Regions from separate parts of the Mus musculus genome. Here all the other regions are linked to region 6. Evidence: chromatin contacts called from public Hi-C, HiChIP or PLAC-seq, Micro-C and promoter capture Hi-C data. All regions are on one chromosome and are shown on one strand. The core of a region is the stretch at or near the end of the contact, and the rest is flanking DNA. Distances in the headings are between cores, read along the strand shown.

Evidence for each region. A called contact is a pair of places that touch in the nucleus more often than the background predicts. HiChIP or PLAC-seq counts read pairs in DNA pulled down with a chosen protein or histone mark. Capture Hi-C pulls out chosen DNA fragments and counts their contacts.
Region 1: a contact with region 6 is called in a Hi-C map of bone marrow-derived macrophages, with 25 read pairs. The contact joins the enhancer-like site here to the promoter of Nptx1 in region 6. A contact is called at or near these places in 13 of 39 promoter capture datasets (the 3T3-L1 cell line, the C10 cell line, the HPC-7 cell line and 6 more), 5 of 484 Hi-C or Micro-C datasets (bone marrow-derived macrophages, cerebral cortex, cortical neurons and 2 more), 15 of 115 datasets of contacts at active chromatin or transcription factors (astrocytes, bone marrow-derived macrophages, craniofacial prominence and 11 more) and 2 of 9 other capture datasets (embryonic stem cells and pancreatic islet).
Region 2: a contact with region 6 is called in a Micro-C map of embryonic stem cells, with 4 times the contacts expected there. The contact joins the promoter of Cbx8 here to the promoter of Nptx1 in region 6. A contact is called at or near these places in 5 of 39 promoter capture datasets (all in embryonic stem cells), 21 of 484 Hi-C or Micro-C datasets (differentiating embryonic stem cells, embryonic stem cells, stem cell-derived epiblast-like cells and 1 more), 7 of 115 datasets of contacts at active chromatin or transcription factors (embryonic stem cells and pancreatic cancer cells) and 1 of 9 other capture datasets (embryonic stem cells).
Region 3: a contact with region 6 is called in a promoter capture Hi-C map of pancreatic islet. The contact joins the promoter of Ccdc40 here to the promoter of Nptx1 in region 6. A contact is called at or near these places in 1 of 115 datasets of contacts at active chromatin or transcription factors (pancreatic cancer cells) and 1 of 9 other capture datasets (pancreatic islet).
Region 4: a contact with region 6 is called in a FOXA1 HiChIP or PLAC-seq map of pancreatic cancer cells. The contact joins the enhancer-like site here to the promoter of Nptx1 in region 6. A contact is called at or near these places in 10 of 39 promoter capture datasets (the C10 cell line, cranial neural crest, embryonic stem cells and 5 more), 2 of 115 datasets of contacts at active chromatin or transcription factors (astrocytes and pancreatic cancer cells) and 1 of 9 other capture datasets (embryonic stem cells).
Region 5: an H3K4me3 HiChIP or PLAC-seq map of stem cell-derived neural progenitor cells shows a contact between it and region 6, with 15 read pairs. The contact joins the enhancer-like site here to the promoter of Nptx1 in region 6. A contact is called at or near these places in 3 of 39 promoter capture datasets (cranial neural crest, hippocampal neurons and stem cell-derived epiblast-like cells), 2 of 115 datasets of contacts at active chromatin or transcription factors (pancreatic cancer cells and stem cell-derived neural progenitor cells) and 1 of 9 other capture datasets (macrophages).
Region 7: a Hi-C map of embryonic stem cells shows a contact between it and region 6, with 9 times the contacts expected there. The contact joins the promoter of Cbx4 here to the promoter of Nptx1 in region 6. A contact is called at or near these places in 3 of 39 promoter capture datasets (all in embryonic stem cells), 1 of 15 datasets of contacts at CTCF or cohesin (stem cell-derived epiblast-like cells), 18 of 484 Hi-C or Micro-C datasets (differentiating embryonic stem cells, embryonic stem cells, stem cell-derived epiblast-like cells and 1 more), 7 of 115 datasets of contacts at active chromatin or transcription factors (embryonic stem cells and pancreatic cancer cells) and 1 of 9 other capture datasets (embryonic stem cells).

Annotation. Positions count from the first base shown.
Region 1 is chr11:119,862,153-119,864,852 of GRCm38.p6, forward strand. The region is part of intron 20 of Rptor (regulatory associated protein of MTOR, complex 1); the gene reads left to right. Among named protein-coding and RNA genes, the nearest start is that of Rptoros, 29 kb to the left of the region's middle. Within about 2 kb of position 1,354, at least 167 of the 459 cell types and tissues checked have an H3K27ac peak or open chromatin away from gene starts, as enhancers often do. A contact at or near this core is called in bone marrow-derived macrophages, cerebral cortex, cortical neurons and 3 more, where this site is marked.
Region 2 is chr11:119,039,492-119,042,191 of GRCm38.p6, forward strand. It overlaps Cbx8 (chromobox 8), which reads right to left and starts at 1,422. Exons shown (of 5, transcript NM_013926.1): 1 at 1,291-1,422; 2 at 857-900; 3 at 603-668; 4 at 441-507; 5 at 1-28. The coding sequence starts at 1,359.
Region 3 is chr11:119,227,298-119,229,997 of GRCm38.p6, forward strand. It overlaps Ccdc40 (coiled-coil domain containing 40), which reads left to right and starts at 1,275. Exons shown (of 21, transcript NM_001364767.1): 1 at 1,275-1,450; 2 at 1,731-1,865. The coding sequence starts at 1,837. It overlaps Tbc1d16 (TBC1 domain family, member 16), which reads right to left and starts at 1,202. Exons shown (of 12, transcript NM_172443.3): 1 at 1,099-1,202.
Region 4 is chr11:119,975,065-119,977,767 of GRCm38.p6, forward strand. All of the region lies in intron 3 of Baiap2 (brain-specific angiogenesis inhibitor 1-associated protein 2), which reads left to right. Among named protein-coding and RNA genes, the nearest start is that of Gm11767, 33 kb to the left of the region's middle. Within about 2 kb of position 1,292, at least 111 of the 459 cell types and tissues checked have an H3K27ac peak or open chromatin away from gene starts, as enhancers often do. A contact at or near this core is called in pancreatic cancer cells, where this site is marked.
Region 5 is chr11:120,050,227-120,052,926 of GRCm38.p6, forward strand. No RefSeq gene overlaps it. Among named protein-coding and RNA genes, the nearest start is that of Aatk, 4.4 kb to the left of the region's middle. Within about 2 kb of position 1,390, at least 52 of the 459 cell types and tissues checked have an H3K27ac peak or open chromatin away from gene starts, as enhancers often do. A contact at or near this core is called in stem cell-derived neural progenitor cells, where this site is marked.
Region 6 is chr11:119,546,487-119,549,186 of GRCm38.p6, forward strand. Nptx1 (neuronal pentraxin 1) reads right to left here and starts at 1,334. Exons shown (of 5, transcript NM_008730.2): 1 at 660-1,334; 2 at 166-373. The coding sequence starts at 1,103. It overlaps Gm11762 (predicted gene 11762), which reads left to right and starts at 2,144. Exons shown (of 4, transcript NR_045099.1): 1 at 2,144-2,700.
Region 7 is chr11:119,084,751-119,087,533 of GRCm38.p6, forward strand. It overlaps Cbx4 (chromobox 4), which reads right to left and starts at 1,487. Exons shown (of 5, transcript NM_007625.2): 1 at 1,199-1,487; 2 at 1,007-1,050. The coding sequence starts at 1,267.

The sequences.
Region 1 (2,700 bases), core at 104-2,603, 320 kb after region 6:
AGTGTGCACCAAGGGGCAGAGGCTACACATGTGTCTGCCCTAACTGAGAGAAATCCAGCAGGGACTTGCTGGAGAGAGTTAATGCTAGGAATGTAGCTCAGTGGGGGAGTGCTCACCTATCACACACAGTCCCTGCTGTGGTGACCAAAGCTTAGTGGGTCATACGAGGATGCTGAGGGTCAACTACAAAGACCATGCAGATGTTCCAGGGTCACTGGAGATAGGAGGCCAGAGCAGTGGGTCAGTATAACACCCCCCAAAGGTTCTATACATTAGGCCGACAGCTTAGACTCAGAAGGGAAGGTATAACTAGATTTACTCTGAAGCACCATGACAGGCGCACAAGGAAGAACAAATACAATGGCCACATACACACGCAGCCACCACCACCCACCACCGCCAGCCACTGCCACCACTCCCCCAGCCCTGGGACCTGTGTTTCTAAAGACTGGCAGAAGTCTTGGCCATTTCCAGATCATCAGAGGACCTGACCTCACTCTGCCAGCTCTTCAAGCCCTAGATGAGGACTCGCAGCCTCGTGTCTATACAGTCCTTTCCCAATAAGGCTCTGAGGTTCAGAAACAGCTGCAGAGCTCTGAGAGACTGCACTTCACCACATGCTATTCAGAAAGCTGTGGCCACTGCTCTGAAAATCAATCCTAGAACATCACGGTCTTTTATTACTTCTAGTCTAGACATGAAAATAGATCCTTAGCCCTTCTAGAGCTTAGCAAGTAGCAAGTTGCCGGCCAGGCCCAGTTCCTGCCTCTGCTTTGAGGCAGAACCCAGTGTCCTTACCTCAGTCCCATGGGCCCTGATCCGTGTGTGAGGGTGGCAGGTTGTATTTTGGAGATGTTAAGACAGGGCAGTTGATTTGGCAAGGAGCCAGGGAGAATCACTCCTGGCAAATCAGGGCTGATGTGAAATCAAGAGGTAATTTGTAACCACAGCTTCCCTTTCCACTAAAACAACTGTGCCTCCCATCCCAGTCAGAGGGTGGTAAAGCTTAGAGTTGTGTTCTCTGCTACGGTGTCACACAGAGCTCAACATCCACAGTCAGCCCAGTCATTGAAATAGGCTTTAAACTACACAGTAATATTTACAAGTGTCTCCCTTTCTCCATGTCCTGCACATTGTTAGACTTTTCTGGCAGTGTTCTGTGGGGTTCCTGATTCTAAAGGACTCCCCAGAGTTCTTTATTCTGTATCTGCCACCCCAGCCCATGAGGCCACAGGGGCTTTAGGACTCCACCTGTGACTACCTACTCTGTTCAGTGTCTGCTGAGTTTGGTCAGTAAGCTGAGGGAGGGAGGGAGGGCCTGAGCCCTCATTAGTCACGCACCAGCCCCTCCCCAGTCTGTGACGTCAGTCCGTCCGACATCTGAGTAACACGGTTCACCAGAAGCTTCGAGATAGATCCCTTACAGCTTGGTGCCACGTGGCAACTGAGCTTTGCAGGAAGCAGCGTGTCACTCCCCAGGAGGATGCCTGAGAGTACCAGAGGTAGCTGTGTGAGCACTTGCTGTCGCTTAGAGAGGCGCTGCCAACTCCATCTGAGTGGCCAGTTCCCTGTCTCTCAGGGGAAACTGAAAGCAGAACATGTGGCCCTGTCTCTAGAGTACACTGGAAGCCACCTCCTTCTCCTCTCCTCAGCTGCTGCTTAGCAACTCCATACCTCAGAGCTGGAAATCGGATCTGAGGACATTTCACCCAGAGAGATTCTAAGCTGATTGTACTAGTTTTCTTAGACTTTACTTGTAAATCTAGCCCAGTGTTTGGAACTGTAGAGTTTTAAGTTGAAATGTCAGTCCTCTACTTCTGAGTTGTAGCCACATGAGAGAGCACGGAGTGAGAAGGCTGCTTTCTTTGGATTTTCCTGCCACTGTGCAACCCAAGCTACATTCCTCCACCACATCCAGGCTTATCACAGGCCTAGGTCTCCTGGCACATGTGCCTTCCTACTTACTGCTTCCTGGGCTCACTGGAGGCTTAGAACTACTGACATCGAGTCTTTGCAGTCCTGTGTTGTCGCCTTATAGAGATGCCTGTCTCAGCTGGACACATGGCGTAATGGTTAGGAGCTCTCAGTGCTCTTGCGGGAGATGTGGGTTCCGTTCTCAGCACCTCTGATGCATAACTCCAGGTCCAGGGATCCTCCTTTGACTTCACTCGGTTCTTACATGCACATGGTGCTCATACAGACCTTCACACACACACACCACACATACCACACACACACCATACATACCACACACACACACCACATACACACACACCATTTTTTTAAATTAAATAATTATTTTTTAAATTCCTGTCTTAAGACTTAGCCCCTCAGTGACAGGCAGAAATGCCTTACTCAGCTCAAAAGAGAAGCTCTGTATTCAGGAGCTGAGGTGCAGCCCACTTGACCTCGGCACCCTCTTAGTGAGTGGGTATACATAGCTGCCATGGCTCAGGCTTTGCCCTACACAGCCCAGGATTAATGGAAGGGAAGTTGGATTCACTTCCCATCTATAGATGAGCACGCAAGTCAGCAGTCATTAGAGAGTGGACAAGCAGAGCTCAACAAGTAACAAAGTACATGTAGAGAGGGCAGTGGCCACAGCTGTGCATCCCACATAAACTGTACATCTGGCCATGCTGTCATCTAGGAACCTAGAACGAGGGAGGAGATATGCGTGGGAAACTAGGTGGTATTCTC
Region 2 (2,700 bases), core at 172-2,671, 510 kb before region 6:
AGGTTTTGGCCTTTGCCTTGGCCTGGGCCTGCAGAAGGAAGTTGTTGTGAGGAGAAAAAAGCCCCGCCCCCGCCCACCCCACCCCCCCACGACCTCTAGCCTTGACTGCCCAACTTTCCCTGGATGCCTGGGAAATTCTAATTGAGTGGGGAGGTGGGCTCTTAGTAATAGTCTGGGGGAGGGGAATGAGGGTTTGTCTGGAAGAAGCCATTTGCAACCAACAGACTCCTTGTGTAACAGAGGTCTACTTGGGATGGCTGGAGGGGGGGTGGGAATGAAGGCCTTCTGGTGCAGCTAAGTCCTGCCTCTAGAACTCCGTGATGGGGCCTCTGACAGAAGTCCAGATTACAAATACACACAAGGCAAGGGCACCCATTGATTTACAAGCCCTGCAGATCCTCCCTGAACGGCACACTCCACCTCTGGAGATCGCAACATACCTTGAGAAGGAAGGTTTTAGGCTTGGGTCCTCGCTTTTTGGGGCCATAGAGCTCCATCTCCCGTTCCCTAAAGAAAGAAAAGAGAGAGAAGGGGGTGTGTCCTGGCTGCACCGAAGTCAGCGTGTATGGGTTCTAGTGAGTGGCTAGGCTAAGGGTCTGTACCTTTCCTCAAAGGCTGCAAGGAGGCGAGCATCCAGAATATTTTCTTCGGGCTCCCACGTGCTGTACCTAAAGGAAACCAGGAAGAATGGAGCATCAGTCCCTGGAGCAGGAGAGAGAGGACAGAGTGGAGGGCGTGTATGTGTGTGCAACTTTTCCGGCTGCCTTGTGTTGTATTTCAATGTGAAGGGGAAAAGAGGAAGAAAGAACCCTCCTCGATATCAGTGTGGGGTAGCGATTGCATATAACCTACTTACTTCTGCGACCAGCCCTTCCATTTCACGAGATATTCCATGCGTCCCTGCAGATGCAAAAGGGAAAATGCTTGTGTATGTGTGTGCGTGGGGAGAAATGCATGACGAGGACACAAGAAATACACACGAAAATGCATGCACCAAATGAATGCTCCAAACACTACCGCCAAAGGAACCAGTCCACTGCAGCACCCCTGCAGAAACGCTGCACAAAGTGCATGCACCGGCATTCATCCCCCACCCCACCCCCCATCCATGCAATCTGTGCAGGGCTGCAAGTCTAAGGAGAGCGCTGGGGCTGAGCCGCCGCCGCCGCCGCCACGGCCGCGGCCGCTGCTGGGACCTGGGGGAAGGGAGGCTGGGCTGCAGCAAGGGGAGGGAGCCTGGGCCCTGGTGAGGGAGAGTTCGCGTCGCCGCCCGCCTTCCCCTTCACCTACTTTGCGAATGCGCCGCTTCAGGAGGGCTTCGGCCGCGAACACCCGCTCCCCCACCGCCGAGAGCTCCATGTTGACTCGCCGCTTCCCCCCTCAGCCGCTTCCAGGAGCAGAAAAGCAGCAGCCAGCCCTCGACAGCCCATAATACTCTCCCGCTGACGTCAGTTCTCCTCCCTCCCCCGCGCACTCTCCCTCCCTCCACCCCCTCCCAGCGCTTCCTCCCGCCCCACGTGTTGCTAACGACGTTGCTAAAGCCAAGCGTCCTGGGCCCGTTCTGCGGGCGCTGATTGGACTAGCGCCCGGCCACGCCCCTCTCCCCGTCTCCCCTGCGTTGCTACGTGACCCGCGTTCCAATAGCCAGGAGGCGGGGTCTCTGTCCACTCCAGAGACCCAGAGGGAGGGGGAGCGAGCCGTCAGCGGAAGTGACGCCAAGCGGGGCGGGCCCGGCTGCTGTCAGTCTGCACGGCTGGACAGGGGGGCCGCTGCCCTAGGCTCCCGCCCCTGGCCCCCCTGCCTGATTGCCCAGCGTTTCCCCGGGTGCGTGGCTTGCCCCGCCGAGCTATTAGGGCTCCCTGCGTAGGTGCCAGCCAGGCGCTGCCCCTCTGCAGACCCAGGCCCTCCCCACCTGCCCATGCCCTAGCTGGCGCCATCCTGGTCGCCAGCCGCCGTTGATGCACAATGCACAGGTGCTGGGGCGCATCGAGCCGCGCCCGAACCCCCGGACCTACGTCGCTTGCGCCGAACCTACTAATTCCCTGACCCCTCCCTTGCGGCCGCGCACCCTGGGTCTCCATGGCAACGCCCCCTCCTCCCTTCTTCACCAGTCCCATCCAGCTAACAAATCAATGAGCCTGCTCTTGGTCTCCAGTCGCATAGCGCTGCCCGCGTCCACCCTCCGGGTCCTGCGAGCTGGCGTGGGCGCTTCTCCGGGCTCAGAAGCCCAAAGCAGACTGGCACAAGCCAGTGTTTACCGCCTGAATCCATCCTGAAGCGAGACCCTGCAGGAGGGGTCGCGAGCCTCCTCTTCCCACCCTCATTGTCCCCAAGTCTCAGCTGCCCTGCCCCAGCCTCTATTCCTGACCCAGCCTGCAGTTTCCGTCCAATCCACTCCTCAGTCCTGAGAGAAGTCAACCCTGACCACATCTGTCCCGGCCTGGGTGGGTTTAAGGAGCCTATGACCATCGAGGCAGAGCCTAGAGCCTGGCTAGCTCTGGAGGCGCCGCGGCTCTGCTCCAGACCTGGGTGCAGAGCTAGTGCACTTTCTGTCTCGGGCTCTTCTAGACGACGTAAGCGTAAGCGGGGGATTCCCGACAAACATCAGTATGGACTTTGAGGGGTGTGGCGGTATCTAGTGCGGCCTGGAAGAGACACCCCCACCCCCACCCCCGACGCGAAGATGGCAAGTCCCAGGTA
Region 3 (2,700 bases), core at 25-2,524, 320 kb before region 6:
GGGGGGGGGGGGGGGACAAAACAAACAAACAGAGAAAAAACCCATAAGTACTGCTCAGCTAAGAGATCCATCCCCAGCAACCAGCTAAGAACCAACTCTGGTAAATTCCCAATGGGTGAATCTTAGCCGGCCCCTGTGCCCAAAGTCACCGCACCACTAAGTTCAATATTCGCTATCAAGGTTAATGTCAATATTTCTTCCAAGAGCTACATACATAGTTTCTTTTAAATTCTTTGATCAGTTATTAAGATTTAGAGTGGAGCCCCTAGTCCCCGGCTCTTTGCACCCATGTTCTGACCAGTATGCTTGGTGACAGGACACTTCCCCTCTCTCTCTCTTTCCTGATAAAGGAAGTTGACAGAGTCCATGGAACAAACTTTAACAGAGTCAAGAGACGCTTTTCTATTCCCCTATTTCTGAACGGAACCTGGACTAGATTGTGGCCAACATGTGACACCGACTTCGGAGGAACAGGCTTTTCTCACCGCGCGTTCTGGCAGGGTTCCGTGGGTTATTTTTAGCAATCTTAAATTGCCCTTTTTTCTTTTTATACTATCCCTTTTTTTCTTTCTTTCTTTTGAGGAAAGAGAGAGAGAGAGAGAGGCGCGCAGGCTAAAAAAGAAGCGAGGATCCTGACATGGGGCCTCTTAAATAGCCCTGACCATTTCCCCCTAGTGCCCCAACGCTAAGACCGCACACGCCCCAGGAGGGCATGGCACACCTTGGGGGCTCTGTCTGACAGTGCAGGAACCCCATAAGTTCTTCGCATGCTCAGACCAGCCAGCAAGACAAAGACCGCAAGTGCCCCGGCCCACAGCTCCAGACAGGCGAGGACCGAGTCTCCTCGAGTGGGCCCACTCCCAAAGCAGAGAGTCTCACTCGAGGGTGGAGTTCCCAGGGCGTCCCCAGCAAGATCCGGGTTCCTCCGCATCGCCCCCGCCCAGAGCCCAGAGCCGGTCCCCCAGCCACTCCCGGACCCCCGCGCAGCAGGCCCGGGTCCGGTGCGTGCAGATTCCAGGGTACCCAGGAACCGCCACGTCGTCCCGAGTGGACCCCAAAATCCCCGGCCCGCGATCCCAGAAGAACCCTGATACCCACCCGGGTCCCGCCGCGAGGGCTGGACACGCGCCGGCTCCAGGAGCCACCACCGCCGCCGCCACTGCCACCGCCGCCGAAAGCGAGGCGCGGCGGGGAGGGAATATGGAGAGGCCGTCCCCGCTCCGCCTCCGCTCCGCCCCCGCTCCGCCTCGCTCCGCCCCGGGGCCCAGCCCCGCTCAGCCCGGAACGCCAGGCACTAACTCCAACCTCAGGGTCCTGCGCATCCGTCGACCCCTGCTCGGGGCTTTCTGCTGACTCTGCAGGATCTCGCCACGCGCCTAGTACCCCGGACCCTGCCCTGGATGGGAGCCCTGTGCCCTCGATCCGAAAGGCAGGGCCTCCCTGTACCCATGTATGCGCTCACCCCTTGCATTTCTATTTCTCAAACTTAGGGTTACGAAGGAATGATGCTCCCCAAAAGGTACTGGTTCTTGAGTAACCCAAAGCTGGAAGTGGAAGAGCCAGAGCTAGGCGCGTTTCCCGGACCCAGCATCCCCAACCTGCCTGCCACTTTCTTTGAGTCCCTGAACATCATCAGGGTCACTCTACGGGAACTAAGTCCAGCCGGGAAAGTCTGGGACACATGGCGACGGACAGGCAAAACACATTTGTTCTTTAATGTGTTTGCTTAGTGTTTCTGTGTGAATCGATGGACGCTGCCAGACCCCGCCTCCTGCGGTCTTGGAGCACGCGGTCCAGACTTCGCCGGATGTTGATGGCGTAGCCTAGCAACGAGAGATGGCGGAGCCGGAGGACCAGGCTGACGGGTAAGCCCCGCAGGAGGGATAATAAACCCACCAGATGTTTTCACTAAATTTCTGCACGCAGGTACCCCCACCCGGACCGCCTTCTCCTTCACTTCTGTGCCCCTTCCCGCTCTTCTCCACTTTCTGGACCTGTCCTACACTACCCAACCCACGCTCCCCCATGTCCCCTATCTCTTGCACCTTCTGTTCTTTGTCCTTTTCAAGCGCCCCCCACCCCCCATCATTCCTTACTCCTAGCCCCTGCTTCTCCTGGACTACAGACTTTAACGCCCCGCGGTAACCATGGCAACCATCATGCTTGATAAACCCGCTGCAAAGCAGGACTTGGATGGATGGGACGCCGTTCAGTATTACAAGAGTGGGAAGAAAGGAGGAGCAGTAGCTCCGTTGGGATTGGGCTAGGCCCATACCTCCCCCTGCAAGATGGATTCCCCTCACCCCCATCATGGTCTTGAGGGATAGACTGATCCCCATCACTGAGTGAACCCCAAAATGCTGTTGCCGGCACTGTTTTAGGTTTTGTGCAAAACAAAAGCAAGTTTAAACAGTTCTATTTGCTCAGACTTTTCTGGGTTGTTTCATATAGTTAAAGTCCTTATGGACACCCATGGAAACACATCCAGAGTATATCCCACGAGAAGGCTAACTGTGAAGCCACAGGTATAGAATGAGCTCCAACTTGGGGAAGACTTGAAATGCAAAGATTCTGAGCAAAGGCAGGTGCACAAAATGCCTGCTCCAGTGGTGCTGGGAAGCAGAGGGGGGAATAGCCCAAGCTCTCATTGTCTGTGAAGCAGAAATCTGTATTCGTTTGTTTTTTAGAAAGCTAGCTTAG
Region 4 (2,703 bases), core at 42-2,541, 430 kb after region 6:
AGGTTCCTGCTTGCTTTAGTTTCTGTCCTGACTTGATAATGAACTCAGGGTTAGACTTCCTTCGATGATGTAGAAGTGTAAGCCAGAGTAACCCAGAACTGCATTTGGGCATGATGCCTCATCACAGCAATAGTGACACTACAGAGGACAGAAGTTGGTACCAGGAGTTGGGGCTTAGAGTAACAGAAAGTATAGAATGAACTATATATACGTGTGTGTGTGTGTGTGTGTGTGTGTGTGTGTGTGTGTGTGTGTGTGTGTATGTATGTATGTGTATATATATATAGGAGGTCCTGAATCCAACAGTTGATCAGTCTACAAAGCTGGATATACTGGATATATCAGCTCTCAGATATACATATCTGAGAGATGGTCTGCAGTATGCACCAGAATAACCGAAGATGTCAGTGAAGGAAATGACTTGCCATCGAGAGAAAGCAGGCAAACAGCCTAGGTACATGGTCTCTCCACCCATGGAGTATTGTGTGTGGAAAGGGAGTCTGCTGGGTGTGGTAGTGCACACCTGTGGTCCCAGTACTCAGGAGGCAGAAGCAGGAGGCTCAGGAGTTCAAGGCTCTCTAAAGCTATGTAATGAGTTTGACCCTTAGGCTAGCCTGAAATACTCGAGATCCTATCTCAGAAAAACAAACAAAACAAAAACAAAAAGGAGGGGGGGGGGGGCTCTAGCCTCTGCTGCAGCACAGATGGACATCGTAAATGTACCTCAGTCCCTGTGCTTCCCCCCAAGAAGGGTTACATTTCCACGTGGACCGAATTGCACACTAACCCTCCAAATGTGAAGCCAAGTTACTAATAGCACCAGAAATCTTTAAAACTGAGACGTTAGGGTGAAATGCAGTGTGACTCACTGGTGGCTGACCTTTCAGCGACTTGACTCACTGTAAGTTGGTAGAAGTTGAGGAGGGCGTGGTCTCCTGGTATGTTTCTCTGTGTTTTTATACTTTTGTCCCAAATGTCACATATTGTCTCTGGGACCCACGTGTACTTTGTGGGGGAGGGTCTCTTCCTATTAGTTCCCAAATATTCTGGGGCCTGGAACTCTCCTGGTCCCAGCCCCATCCTCACCCTCCTGAGTTAAGGCTTTTTTCACTCTGATGGGCTAAGGCTGACTCACTGCCTTGGTGTGCCTAGGGCTTCTGCCCCTCCCTCCAGGATCTCTCATGTCAGCTCCCTGGGATGGGCCACCTACTGCCAGTCACCCCTGTTGATACTCCACTCCCTGGAGAGGCTCATCAGGTGGCAGCTGTCTGCAAAGATTTACCCTCCCTCATTCACTGTTTGCTCTGGCACACTGGGCCTTCTTTCCCAATCTGATCCGGTTTTTCAAGTTTAGGGTCCACCTGGGCTGTGGCCTAAGAGCTCTAGGTCCCCAGGGTATGGGTGGATTTGGCCCTGGCAGAGGCTGGTTAAAAGCCTCTTCCTGGGGCTAGAGAGACAGCTCAGTGGTTAAGAGTGCATGCTGTTGTTACAGAAGACCCAAGTTTGGTTGGGTGGCACCCATGTCAGCAGCAAACAGCTGCCTATAACTCTCCTTAAGGGGATCTGACGACCTCTTCTGGCCTCCAAGAGTACCTACACTCATGTGCACAAACACCATAAATAAAAATAAAAACCGTAAGGTGGTGATGGCACACACCTTTAATCCCTGAACTTGGGAAGCCTAGGCAGGCGGATCTCCAAGTTCGAAGCCAGCCTCTATAAAGCGAGCTCCAGGACAGGCTGGGCTTTTACACAAAGAAACACTGTCTCAAAAAAAACAAAAATAAATAAGTTAATTAATTAATATCTTTTTTTAAATAAAATGAAGTAAGGCTTTTCTGTCAGCACAGTACACCTGGGAGGATCTTCCAAGAGAAGGAGAAGGTGGGAGGCCATGGAGCCCGCCACGAGGGCCCAACCTCTCCTCGGCACCTGCTGGCCAGTGAACAAGTCAGTGCCCCTGGCCAGAGGTCCCCTCATCTGCAGAGGGGGTGCTCAGGGTGGGTAGGTGTACCAGTCTTCTCCTGCATGCTGTGGCCATGGCCCCCCAGGGGTTTAGTACTTGCGGCTGTGCACGCCCAAGCTCCGCTGCACATGTCTTCCTGCAGCTGCTTGTAAAATGCAGTTTAAAACTTCATCATGTGGGCTGATCCTGCGCAGCACCAGCTTGCAGCCAGCCCAGAACTCCACGTGCGTGCACTCACACACAGACACATACACACCCTGTTCTGTGCCTTTGTCTCAGTGTGCTCCCCTCCCCCCATCTCCCCGTATATACCCATAAGGTCTGGGGACAGGCTACGCAGCGGGGGCTCTGAGTTGAGCCACACACTGTGCTCTGTGTCTGAGGGTTGACACAGCCCATGTGGAATGGTAACTGTTGTCCTGTGGGGTCTGACACCCATCACCTGAACAAAAATCTGTGAGAAACTTGGTACACCCTTGGGCATCACTGCCTGATTATACCAGTTTCTACTCTTCTTGAGTTGGCATGTGCTGCTTTTGTGGGTAGGGGAATGTTTTCTGTTCAGTCTTGACATTGACTTATAATTCTGGGCCTAAAGAATGTGGTCAGAGAGCACCAACCTATAGAGAGACTTCTAGCTAAGTGCATAGTTTGTCTGGTCGCTGCTGCCCCATCCCTCCTCTTGTAGACCCTGTAGCCTTCTGAGAGTTGGTTGTATGGCATTGTCCTCAGAAAGG
Region 5 (2,700 bases), core at 140-2,639, 500 kb after region 6:
TGCAAGAACAGAGAGGCAGCTGGACCTCCGGAGCCTGAGGCCACAGCCACCACTCACCCTCATTCTGGCCATTCGCAGATAGCTTGTGCTAGAGACACAGCCAGGGAGGTTCGGTGCTCTCGGTCACCTTTCCGGGTGTTCCAGGCCTTACAGCTCCATCACAGCGAAGAAGAAAAGCATTCTTTATTAGCATAGGTTCCAAACCTTCCTGCATCCTACCTTCTTTCTGACCTGAGTAGCTCCAACAGGGTCCCTGTGGCCACTGAGACCACCCGGACACTCAGGGAGGAGGCATGGTTGAGGAAAGAAGGCATGGAAACAGAGCGTGGGGAAGAGTCCTGGGACTCACTTTCCCAAGTGTGACATTGAGATATCAGACGGCCACACTTCCCAAGAGCTTCTGACCAGGGTCCTTGCTTGGTCTCCTGAGACTCCGGTGTTCCTTCCTTGGCTGAAGGTCCCAGCGTGACCCCAGCTCTGCCTTGGTGGTTACCTGGTGCTCTGTGTGCACCCTCTTCCAAAGCCAGTGGTCACTGGATCTAGAGACTGCCTTAGGCTGATCTCTCCCTCTCCCCTTTCTGTGTGTGTGTGTGTGTGTGTGTGTGTGTGTGTGTGTGTGTATGTGTGTGTAGTACTAAGATGCTGAGAGTGCTTGGACACTGAGCTGCCTGCCACCCCCGCCTAGGCATTCTGTAAACATTTAAACTGCAACACATAAGCATTTCTGCAAGGTATCGAGCCTCCCCAGAGTCAGCAGACAAACCTGTATGGTGGATACCACAATGGACACCCCAGGGATACCCCTACCTGGAAGGCCCACACCCTGCCAAGGGTGCAGCACCTCCAGATACATCCCAACCTCAACCTCCTGGGAACACAGAGAGAAACTGAGGCACTGCAACATGTTTATAGCGAGATGCAGCCAGGCCTGGGATCTGTGGGCAAGGATGAGTGGAAGGCTAGGGTGAGCATTGTGCTCGCACTGTCCCTGTCTTAGGGGAGGGGCCTGTCACACTCAGAGACAGCCTTTCACCCTGAAAAAGAGCCCCACCTACCACAGCTGTGCTCAACAAGCTGGTGGTTTGGCCAAGCGCTGACATTGGCCAGAGACACCAGACGGCAGTGACAGCTTGCTAACGTTGCCTGGCCTCCCCAGGAAGGTAAAGCAGAGCCCAGAGCTCAGAGCTCATCAGGAACCAGCCCACTTTCTCCGCAAAGGGCAAACCACGGGCTGAGGCTGGGGCTTGAGGGCCGTCTTTTCATAAAAATGGCTCCCTAGGAAAGAGCTTGTTCTCCTTCAGGCTCCAATCCGTGCAGGGCAGGCTGCTGGGGACACCGGGGTTGGGCAGGCAGGCTGCACCTGCTGCTGCTCCAGGCAAGAGAGTGGGCAGTATGAGCTTCCTCACAGTCTCTCCAAGGGGACAGGGAAATAATAGTGCGGTGTTGCCACAGCTACGGGTCCTCTGGCTCTCGTAAGCCAAGGCCAGGGCTGGCAGAGAAGCAGCAGCACCAACAGAAGCAGAGGGCCCATGAGGGAGTGTCCACGAGGGTTGTGCCAGGTCTAGAATCCTTGAAGCATGGCCTGGCTTCTGGCTCTTGCCTCCCCTCCCTGAGACTATCCCCTCCCTGGCTTCCTTGGCCAGGCCAGGTACTACCCTACAGCATCTCTTGGAGATACTTATTTCTTTGGCTTTTATGTTACTGAAAACATCTGTCTGGTGTGTTGTTGGACACCTGTAATCCCAGCACTAAGTTGACAGAGCCAGAACGATTGCTTCCAGTTCGAGGCCAGCCTGTTCTACAGAGTGAGTTTCAGACTACCCAGAGCTACACAGTAGGATCCCATCTCAAGTAGTCAAGAATAAATTAATAAAATACGGGGTGTATTTAGTTGGTAGAGTGCTTGCCTCACACGCATGAGGACCTTGTAAATCAGGCATGGTGTGCGTACAGGCCAGCCTAAACTAAACTAATATAAGGGAAATAAAATCATCCCTCCCTACTGTGCATACCATGTGGTGAAATCCACAGAACATAATATAAACCAACCTGAGGCGGAGGAACCAGTAGTATTGACACATCCAGGCCACTGTGTGACCATCACCACTGCCCACTGCAGAGCAGTCCTCTCGTTCCAGAAGGAAACTGTCCCCAGGAAACACCCATGGCCCATCCCCCTCGCTGAGCCCCAAGCAGCTGTGATCCCTGCTCAGTCCCTGTGGGATTGCCTATTCTGGACATTATTTAAAAATAGAGTCCTATAGCGTGTCGTGTGTCGTGTTTCCTGTTGCTCAGTGTGGAATTCCCAAGGCTCTTTCACATGGCAGCATGTTGCAGACTGACTCCTTCCAACTGCAAAAGAAATTCCACAGTTGGGCGGGGCTGTATTGGTGTGTGTGTGTGTGTGTGTGTGTGTGTGTGTGTGTGTACGTGGTGTGCGTGCTCATGTGTGTGCATGTGTCTGTTCATGAAAGTATGCATGAAAGCATATGTCTGTGTGCACATGTGTGTGTTTTTGAGTGTGTGTGCACTTGGATATGCATGCTCATACATATGTGTGTGTGTGTGTATGTGTGTGTGTGCGTGCATGTGTGTGCATGTGTATGTGCATGAAAGTGTGCACGAAAGTGTGTGTGTGTGCACATGTGTGTGTGTGTGAGCTGCTGGTGCCTGGGGTTGGAATAAAACCCTGTGAATATG
Region 6 (2,700 bases), core at 84-2,583:
GCTCTGCTGCGTCCCTGGAGAGGTATCTCCAGCCTAGGAACTGGGCAGGAAGCCCTAACTGGGGAGGGATTACAGAGTGGGGCCGGGACAAGAGGCCAGGGCAGGGAGCAGGACCCAGGCAGGCTGTCTCTGGAGAGCATGCAGCACGTTCCCCTGAGCCCTTACCTTTCTCCAGCTCGCTGATCCGTTGGTGTAGGGAGGTCAAGGCGCTCTCGATCTTGGCCCTTTCCTCTGTGTCGTTCTTGGGGCCCCCTTTCCCCTCCTCCAGAGTGTTCACCCGAGACAGCACCTGCCGCTCCAGGTCATCGATCTTGCTCTGCAGCAGATCCTTGAGGCTGTTGGTTTGGCTGGAAGAATTGAGGCGGCTGTACTGCTGCGGGGGCATAAGGGCAGGGGAAAACCACACCGTTAGGCGTGCAGCCCGGACCGTGCGCGAAGGCCCGCGACGCGGTCCCTGGGGCGATTGCGGGGGTGGCCTGGAGGGAAGCTCCAGCGAGTGGCAGCCCTCGGTGCCCCGCAGGGTTCGAGAGGCGCCGGTCAGGCATCAGCGCGCCGAAGAGGCAAGGAAGGGGGGACGGGGGTGCCGGACCGGGTCGGGATGGGGTGGGCGAGGGCAGAAGGGCGCATAACACGGAGGGGAAACCGCAGCTCACGCGGACCTCGAGGTTCTCCAGTCGGGTTTTGAGAGATTGCAAAGTTTGCCCGAGTTGGCTGAGCGTCTCCGCGGCCGGCGTCCGGGACAGGTCGCCCATCGTGTTCTTGCCCGAGCCAGGCTGCTTGCGGCCGCCTCCCGACCTGGCCTCGCCGGGACCCGAGTCCAGGGTGCTCTGGCTCTCGCAGCGGCCAAGCTTGGTGGTCAGCTCCCTGATGGTCTCCTTCTGGCTGAGGATGGTCTCCTTCTGCTGCAGCACGGTCTCGCGGAGCTGCAGCACGTTGCTCCGAAGCTCCTCCGCGCCGCCCGCAGCCACGGACGCGGCACACATGTCTGCATCCACCGGCACCGAAGTGCAGATGAAGCGGGTCGGCCCGAAATCTTGGGCCCCACTGCCCAGGAGGCAGAGGGCGAGCAGCGCACAGGTGCGTGCGGCGCGGCCGGCCAGCATGGCTCCGGACACTTGGAGCACCGGGGCCGCTCGGCTCCGGTGGGGATCGGGCTGAGACCGGGATCGGGCTGGCTGGGGCAGTCGCTCCGCAGGCGGCCCGCGCTCTAGCACCGCGCTTCTACGCCGCACAGTCTTCTCGGCCGCGCTCCTCGGCCCCCACTGCCGCCTGCGCTGCGGAGCCCGCGCCTTTTATGCAGCCGCGGGAGGGGCCTCGGCGCCGCCGACGTCAGCGGGGGAGGAATCCCGCTTTAATTGTGTGCGGACCGGCCCCGCGGCGCCGCGGGGGTCGCACGGGAGCGCGGCTGGAGCTACCTCGGCCCTCCCCATCTCGTCCCTCCCGGATCCGCCACCGCCCCCTCCCACCGCCTCCGCACGCACGCCCCCGCCTGGGCCCGCGCCGCTTCCCCGAAGACTACCAGAATACAGGGCCAAGAAGGAGATCGGCCGTGGGCCTGGATTAGATGGTGGGGCACCTGCCCAATACCCCTAATCTCCAACGGGGCTCGGAAAAGAAGAATGGCCACAAGACAAGCTCGGTTCGCTTGCTCCACACTAAGCGCCCGTGTGGTTCGGGCTCCATGCGCTCGCAGCCCTCTTCTTCCTAAATAGTCAACGTCGGTGTCCCCTGCGTTCAGCTCGCTGAGGTCCAGAAAAGGGGTCGCGAGGCCGAACAATGATTCATGGACATTTGTGGCTGAAAGCCACGGAGCACTCTGAGTCTGGGGATCCCCCACGCCCTGGCTCCCCGCCCTACTGTATTCCCCTTCTTCCAACTCCTGAGGATTGTAGACCTAATAATGTCCCCCGCCCCCGGAAACGAGAGCCCGCACTATGCACTCGTCAGGGCTAAGGCCTTCTCGGATCTGTGGATCAAACCCTTCCTGCCATCCAAGCCAGCCTAGTTCCAGGCAGGTGGCGCCCCAGAAGCTGGCTGGCCACTCAAAAGGGGCCCCTGGGGGAGCTTCTTCCCTTACCGCTCTGGGCGTGTCTGTGTGTCCCTTTGTAGGTGTATGTGAGCGTTGGGTTTACCGGTCCACTTGAAACCCCGTCTAGCCCATTCCTCGCGCCCCTGGACTTTGGAGGAGGGGTTTCAGAGGTGGGCAGCGACTTCGCATCTACAGGGGTTCGCACCTCTTTACCCTTTTCCTACAGACACCTTACCCAGCCACCTGCACACCCATACCTCCTTTTTTTCTGGATAGCAGCACTGCCGGCTGGGATTCCAGTCCAGGTTTCAATGCCTCTGGGGACTCTGGACAAGGGTCTGGGCTGCAGCCCCACGTCGGAGTCAGAATCGGACCTGGGAACTCGCCCAAGATCCAATTATGTTGAAAAGAAAACGAAGGCGGGGAGAACCCACATCGGGTTTTAAATGACTGGAAAAGCCCAACTACAGGCTGGCTGGGTTCGCCCCATAGACCTTCCAGTCAAGCATTCGGTTGCCTCACTCCTTTTACGGGTCTGCGATGGACCAGACTAGGTCCGGACTGTGAGGCGCCAGTCCGGGACCCACTGGCAGCCTTCGGACAGAGGATGCCACTCTCCGGTGGGCATCACCGGTGGTGAAGGTAGAAGCCAGATTGGCAGGGAAGCCACT
Region 7 (2,783 bases), core at 237-2,736, 460 kb before region 6:
GGTAGACAGTAGGTTTCTTAAGGCTTAACATGGCCCTTGATTACCCCCCAAGTTAAAATACACACACAAGGGCAGGAGGAAAGGAGGGGGTGAAGAAAACGAAACTAGCAGTTTATTTTGCAGTCGTCAAGAATTTTAAGCATGTTACTGTGACGTGTTCCAAGGCCACTTTCCTCTCCAGAAACCCTCCGTGCAAAGCAGCCCAAAAGCAAAGTCGCAGTCCCCCTCCCTATCCCCAGCCCAAGTCTCCAGTAGGGCTTCAGCTGGTCTGCATTGGACCCCTAATCCGGTAACTCACAGCTCAGCGCCCCCCTCAAGGCCCAGGAGACCGCTGTCACTGGCAAGCAAACCCCAAATACTCAGCAGTACAAAAATATGCCTCTCTTTCCCTCTCCCTCTCCCTCTCCGAGTGTGTGTGTGTGTGTGTGTGTGTGTGTGTGTGTGCCTGCGCCTGTCTCCATCCGGTGCCTTCGCATTTCAAATTAAAAAAAAAATTCCCCATCGAAAGAGCTGCAGTGACAGTTCCCAACATTTTCTGTCTTTTTTCTTCCCTACCCTGCACCACCAGGAGGGAGGACGCATACAATTGCATTTTCGTCGCTTTTAAAAAAAATTTTTTTTTTTTTTTTTGGTTTTGCAATATGGAGCCGTTCGGTGGAGGGAAAGGGGAAAGGAGCCATTTTCTGCTGCACATCAGTCAGTGCCTGCGCCCTCCCTCCCTCCGCCGGCCTCCCGGGCTCGGCCCCGCGTCTCTCCAGCTCCTCCGGCTCCTTTTAGCGCATAAATTAGTGATGGCATTTCCCGGAGAGCGGAGCACAACACAGGGCGCCCGGCTCGGGCTCGGCTGCTCCGCTTCCCAGTGCCTGCCACCGACTTCCCCACCCCCTCCTCTCTCCACCCCACCTCCACCCCGCCTCCCGTCCGCTCCCCCACCACCCCACCAGCTCCACGGGTCTGCTGGCCAGGGCGCTTGGTGCCGAGGCACCCGGCCCCCGCCGCCACTTACTTGGGGGACCAGCCTCTCCATTTCACCAGATACTCCACTCTGCCCTGTAGGGGGGGAAGAGACAGCACTCCATCAGCTTCCGCGGGATCCCCGGCTCCGGCCCGCAGCCTCCCCACCCCCTCCGCGCCTCTCGCTCGCTGCTCCCGCCGCCGCTCCCGCGCCTCGGCGCCGCCACCCGCGCGCCACCCCTACCTTGCGTATCCGCTTCTTTTCGATGCTCTCCACCGCGAAGACGTGCTCGCCAACAGCTGGCAGCTCCATGGCCGAACCCGAGCGCTCAGGGGCGCAAGCGGCCGGCGCGGCTGCAGACACAGCTAGCTCCCGCCGGCGCCCCGATACGATCCTGCGCGTGGACCTCGCCACGCGCCCGGCCCCCGCCGCCGCCACTCGCCCCTCAACAGCCTGGCCGCCGCCGCCGCCGCCGCTGCCTGCACCCGCCGGCTCTCAGCTCGCGCTCGCTCGCTCGCTCGCTCGCTCAGACAACTGAGCCCGGGCCGCCGCGGCACGAGAACTCATGCAAATCCCGGACGTCAGCGGGCGGGGCCTCGCAGGGCCCAGCTCGGCGTCAGGAGGCGGGACGCGCCTCGGATTGGCGCAGCCCGGCCTACCCGAGGCCCCCGGTCTGGGCAGCAGGGAAGGAGGAGGGCGCGGGAGGAGGCTGGGGAGGAGGAGGGCGCGGGGAGGTGCAGGGGAGGGATCTGAGAGCCGGGAAAGTGAGCTGGGGCCGCGGAATAGAGGTGTCTCTGCCTAGGCGGCCAGGGTGGGCACCTCGACCGGGCCCACTCTGATCCGCAGCCGGACACTTGGGACTCTCCCGTCCCCACCCTCGGCCTCTGTTTCTGCTTGTGCAAGGCCCGGGGATCCCTGCTGGGGGCCACGGAAGCACCCGCTGCACTTTACAGTTGCTCCCAACTACATCTGTCCAGCAGAGCTCTGGAAGCACAGGGGACTTTCCGGCAGGGGGCGGAATGGAGGCGGGGGCAGTTCAGGACCCCACCCTCGGTGCCCACCGCCCCGCCCCGCCAGTCTCTGGGCATTTAGGCCGCGAGGTGGGGAGAGAAAGAGCCAGAAGACTGAGGACTTGGACAAGTGGAGGAGCACGGAGAGGCGAAGACAGGGACAAAGAAACAGCTGGCCACGGGGCATTTAGCACTCAAGAACCTCAGCAGAAAGGGGCTCTGAATCCGATGCCACCCAAGATTCTGAACGGCTTCTAATTTACACTTGGTTCACTCATTCGCGGGGAAGGGGCAGTTTCTAAGCAAGGCCTCTTGCTTAGTCTGAGATGCTGGGAGAAGAGAGAGAGAGAGAGAGAGAGAGCGAGAGAGAGAGAGGGGGAGAGAGAGAGAGAGAGAGAGAGAGAGAGAGAGAGAGAGAGAGAGAATGAATATGGGGGTGAATGAGTCTGGGGGGTCCAAGGGGACTTCGTGGGGCTTCATGGAAGAGCCTCAAAAGTAAGAGTGGGGAGGACCAAGTAGATGTTGAGGCGGAGGGTTGGTGGATGAGTGGACTGCGAGAAGGGGAGGGGAAATGGCCAAGGAGCCACAGTGTCTTCCTGAATTCCCGTCCTCTGGTCTCTGACAGCCAAGCCCTGCTGACGCGGCCTTTGGAGCCCTGGAGTGTGAAGTTTAGCACCTCGGAGCCGGCCAGCCCCGCACGTTCAGGGGTATTCAGCGCCAGCGTCCGGCTGGGGGAGCTGCTGCGCCAGACGCGGCCTTCCGAGGGCGCCACAGTGGGCCTGGGAGATCCGTGGGGTCGCAGTGGGTAGACTTGACAG